Regions from separate parts of the Lactuca sativa genome. Here region 1 is linked to region 2. Evidence: chromatin contacts called from public Hi-C data. All regions are on one chromosome and are shown on one strand. Each heading gives the region's core, a stretch centred on a gene start, on an enhancer-like site or on the middle of the called end of the contact. The rest is flanking DNA. Distances are from core to core; before and after follow the strand shown. Region 1 holds the start of LOC111906706 (receptor-like protein kinase HSL1). Region 2 holds the start of LOC111906707 (homeobox-DDT domain protein RLT2).

The links. Hi-C and Micro-C count contacts between places; a contact is called where the count stands out from the background.
Region 1: a Hi-C map of leaf shows a contact between it and region 2, with 10 times the contacts expected there. The contact joins the promoter of LOC111906706 here to the promoter of LOC111906707 in region 2. A contact is called at or near these places in 3 of 4 Hi-C or Micro-C datasets (bud, leaf and seed).

Annotation. Positions count from the first base shown.
Region 1 is chr8:238,404,841-238,407,540 of Lsat_Salinas_v11, forward strand. It overlaps LOC111906706 (receptor-like protein kinase HSL1), which reads left to right and starts at 1,387. Exons shown (of 2, transcript XM_023902476.3): 1 at 1,387-2,700. The coding sequence starts at 1,514.
Region 2 is chr8:238,099,283-238,101,982 of Lsat_Salinas_v11, forward strand. It overlaps LOC111906707 (homeobox-DDT domain protein RLT2), which reads right to left and starts at 1,257. Exons shown (of 18, transcript XM_023902477.3): 1 at 385-1,257; 2 at 1-295. The coding sequence starts at 523.

The DNA.
Region 1 (2,700 bases), core at 137-2,636, 310 kb after region 2:
ATTGCCTTAATTGAAAATAACCAATAAAGTACAATATTATATATTATTTAATATGTTTCTTTTTAAATTCAAATTCAAATTTAAAATTTAAAATCAAAATAATTTTTTGTTTAAATGTTCATGTTTAATTTTTTTTGTTCTATCCAACCCGTATAACATACGGTCTCACAACTAGTGTTCATATTATAAAATTTTTGAATAATTCATGGCTTTGTACTTCGAAAGGAAACTTCATGAAAATATTAGTTTAAAGACAATTATACAAGACTTCAAAGACACCAAATAGTCGATAAGTTCCACTTCGATGAACATTTAAGAATATTTCATATTAAGTTTTTGTTTTGAAGGTTTAGTTTCACCCCTCTAATTCTACAGCTAGTGTATCGCTCATGTCCATTTGTAGATTTTTTTTCTCTTCTTTATCTTTTCTTTTCAAGATTCACATAGACTACAACAGGTAAAAGAGTTGAAGAATATTTGTCATAAATGAAAGAAATCATCAGTTGGTTGTTGGTTGGGAACTAAGTTGCAATGTCCCTCTTTTCCTCCAATGAAATGAAATGGAAAAAGACAAACCCATTGAGAATCAAAGGGTGTCCCTCGTATGTACCTTTCTTCGCAAATTTTATCTGTACACTATGGATTCATAATTGTACTTTTTTTTTTTTGGTTTATGCTCTTCGTTCAAGTGTTTATGATCACTGAAATGCCTATTATGAAATCGATAAGGAAGATTGAGATATAGAAAACCATATGATGCATTGGATGTTTGTACCTTTGGTAGTGATGATGACCACTTTAAATATTAAAAAAATAATAATAATTTGAATGATTACAGTCTTAAAGATTAATTTCATAACTTTGTTTTTGTTTTTCGTTTCAAACGTGATGTAAGAAAAAAAAATTCTCATTTTTTATGTATGGTATAAAGATTAAAGTCTAATGTAATTGTTGTTGTGGAATTTTGATTTATATATCTTTTATTATAATATTTTTATAAATTTTATTATTAAATAATTATTAATAAAATAAATTAATCTACTTAATTATTTTGTATAAATATAATATTTTTAAGGCAAATATATTACAAAGTAAAATTTGTTATTTACGTTGTTATATCTTATAAATTAATATCAGAATAAATTTTAATACGATATTATAAAAGACAAATATTACTGTTAAAATACCATTTAAATTTGAAATATGTGGAAATGTTAACACTAAAAAAATATCAATACTTTACTGTTCGCCAAACATTAAAATAGTATAAATGTGTATGAACATCAAGACTTTGAAATATTATTCAATATGCTCAAAATATATATTTTGTTTATATAGATATTAATTTTTAAATTGTCTATTTAAAACTATATTTAATAAACTAATTTGATGGTTGTTAGTAGTTGTCTTTCCCCGATCAATTATGCTTTTGTTTACTCTAAAGTCCCCCCTTCATTGAAAAACAACAATACACAAATTTTCACATCTCCTTGCCAAATCCTCCATTCCCACCATGCCACCGCCACCCCTGCCGTCGAGACCACCGCCGTCGCCACCTTCACTTCTATTGTTATGTCTCTTGCTATTATCAACCACCACCTCCCTCTCTTTGAACCAAGAAGGTCTTGATTTAATCCAAATAAAATCCACCCTCATCGATCCCAGTGGAATCCTCTCCGACTGGAACCCCGCCGACGACAAACCATGCAACTGGTTTGGCGTCACCTGCAGCCGCTCCACCGTCACTTCCATCGAACTCCCCTCCGCCTCCCTCGCCGGCCCATTTCCCATCGGTCTCTGCCGTCTACCTTCTTTATCTATCGTCTCGCTCAGCGACAACAGTCTCAACTCCACCATCCCCGCCACCATCTCCACCTGCCGCAACCTCACGTCTCTTGACCTCTCCGCAAACTATTTCGACGGTCTGCTTCCATCGACGCTCTCCGACATCCCAAACTTGGTTTATCTCAACCTGCAAGACAACAGCTTCTCCGGCGAAATCCCACGTAGTTTTGGATTGTTCCGGCGACTAGAATCACTCATTCTCATCAACAACTATCTGAATGGATCATTCCCTGTTATTCTCACAAACGTAACCACGCTTAAAGAACTCAGTGTTGCTTACAATTACTTTCTTCCTGCTCCAATTCCTCCTCAACTCGGAAACCTTTCCAACATCGAACATCTTTGGCTCAGTTCATGTAGCTTCGTCGGAACAATCCCGGAGACATTTTCGAAATTACAGAAGCTTTCTGATCTCGAATTATCTTACAATTCACTCACTGGTCCATTCCCAGCTGTCATTTTCCAACTCAGGAAACTCTACCAACTCGAGCTCTATAACAACTCACTTTCCGGCGATTTGCCAAAAAAGGATTGGTCAAACCTCCCCGAACTGAGAAAAATCGATCTGTCGGTGAATAGTTTCACCGGAACAATTCCGGTTGAGTTATGCAAATTGCCCCTCGAATCACTCTGTCTCGCTGATAATAAACTACAGGGTCTGATACCGGAAAGCTTAGCTCGATCTCCAAACTTGTATGATCTCAGATTATTCGACAATTCGTTAACTGGTCCTCTTCCCAGTGATCTCGGAAGCAATTCCTCTCTGAAAACACTTGATGTGTCGTTCAATAAACTCTTCGGTGAACTTCCGAGTAGCTTATGCGAAAAGGGCGAATTATTTGATCTAGTACTGAT
Region 2 (2,700 bases), core at 7-2,506:
CCACTTGCGGTTGCAACCATGGCTGGCACAGGGCGACCCGTATGCCCAAATGGGCTCGACCCGGAACCTGATCCACCAGAACCACCATGTTCATTAGGTAAACCCTCACCGGACACCATTACATCATCACCACCACCTCCACCACTACTAGATATTTCCTTCTTTGGTCGTTTAACAGGTGGAGTTTTTCTATCTTTTAACCTCCTGTGACAAAACCACATCTGTAATTGCCGATCGGTCAAACCCAACTGGACTGATAAATCTGCTCGAAGAGCTTCCGCTGGATATGCCTCGACTAGAAATTCAATCAAGTTTATGAAGTTACTGAATTGGAAGTGAGATGAAAACGAAGAGAGATTGTGAAGATTAGAAAGAAACACAAACCAGCGTAAGTTTTCTCGAGAATCTCCAACTGGAAAGCTGTCTTCATCTTCCTCTTCACCTTCGGCTCTCCTCCTTCAGCCGAATTTTTGTTCTCCCCTTCCGAACCACCGCCGCCATGGCCGCTAGCACCACCGTCCATTAGCTTAAGAAGATCGAAATCGCGAACTCCGTTTTGCAATTGAGGTCAAACCCAACACAGAAACCGGGTTAATTAGCAGCTAAAACATCAAAAAACACTTGATTCGACCAAATCGAAGTTCCTGGTTGAAAAACTAGGGTTTGTTGAGAGAGAATAGGCATCTGAAATTAGGGTATCGTCGAAGAAAAAGTAAAGACAATAAGTAAGAAGAAATTAACAAAAACTTTCTCTCTCACTATTACTTTCTCTCTCCACATATGATCTTGTAGCTAACATAATATTATCATCATGAAAGAGATGTGCGGTGAGATTTGAAGATTGACGAATTGTGATAATAATAAATGTATAAAAACAAAAGTAAATGTGTATGGTATTGTATTAATAATAATTAAAACTATTAACAGCAATACTATTTGTTCTTGGGTGTATGAATATGAAAATTGGAATTTTTTGCCATTAAAAGTAGAAGGAGAATGAACACCAAAAACAGTCTTTCTCTCTCTAATCCTTCCCATTTCCCCTCTCTCTCTAAAAACTTTTTCTGAATTTCTTCTTTCTTTTATCGAGAAACCGTAACGGGTAGTGGGGAAACAGAATTTTCTTCACGGAGATTCATGGGTGTAGATGGAGAGAGAAAGAGAGATCGAACCCATCATAAACAAAGGAAGAAAAGGAGTTTTTTTTTTTTTTTCTTTTAATTTTTTTTTATCTCTCTCCAAAGAGATTATGAAGTGTCAGATGACTTCCTACGTTTCTTGAACAACTCAAAACTCTGTCGTACAAGACGCTCGTCGGCCGCGCGTGGATTTGAACATGAAGACCTTTTCGTTGTTAATTTATAGTTTCTTGTTCTTAATTTTCGTTTTTATAATATTTAGTTTAATTTTTGTCTCGCTATACGATATACATGGGCGTAATTAACTTTATGCAATTTGATATGGAATTTTTTGATTTCAAATGAGAATGATTACTAACATTTCATAATACTAGAATTATGTTAGATATATATAAAATAAAATAAAAACAATTTGGTTAGGCTATAAATAATGGTCTATAATTTGTTTGTTTAAAAACTTTGTCACGATTAATGATACCTCAACTTTGCAACATCCGTACTAATACTTATTCTATTTAGAAAATATTGAATACTTCACATTATCTAAATATTTTTTTATTTTTTTTCGGACACTTAGTTTTAATAAATATACAAGGTTTTTAAAATAAAATTAAAATTTCATTAAACCAAATTAAAAGTTGAAAATAAAAATTACATTAAAAAAACTTTAAAATAACATAAAATTATAAATAACGTCACATGTAAATTAAAAATTACATTGAAACTTAAAGATTAAAATCGTTATACTTATCTTTCGTCTTGCGTTTGAGCTTGTTGAAAAGATCGAGTTAATGGAAGGTCCAGATGAGACGGCGTGTTTACTATTTTGAAGTCGTTGTCTGCGGTGTTGTACTCTAACTTTTTTTTGAAGAAAGTCAAGATGATCATCAAGTTTTTTCGAAAGCATTTGAACGAAATTTGGTTCCGTTTCAATGGATTTTTTTCCCTTGTCCCTTGTCGATGAAGATGTCGCATTTTTGCCATGTCCCTTTCCATTGGGCGTCGAAGAGTGACCCCTCTCAGTTCCTCATTATCATCATCATCTTCATTGAGGTCAATTCTCAAACCCGCTTCTAAGTCCGAAGTTCTCGCTCGTTTGTTGGAGTCGATGGATTGCATTTTCGAGTGACTAAGTGTACTCGGATCAAGGAACCATTTTGGGTCGGCAAGCATAACACACCAAGCTTTTTGATGGCCAAATGGTTTACCACCATGGGTGGTTTTGTATTCTTAAAGAGAGGTACTTAAAATATCGAAATCATTACACCTTTTACGATGCATGTTTGTCAGGTTGAAGCAAATTCCATTGAAACTTGTACAACTACTTCTTACCTCATGACATTTTCCGTTGACACCATCATAACTCTGATATTCACATTTTCCCATTTGCAAATAGAATGTGCTAGAACGCGGTTCCAAAATGTCGTCCTGGATTGGTCATTTCCAATAAGCTCATCGGTAGATATTGCAATCCAAGCTTTTGTTAGCGCCACTTTCTCATTTTCATCCCATTAATTTTGAGTTTTTTTTCCTTTTGTCCTTTGGTTGCCTTCTTGTTGAT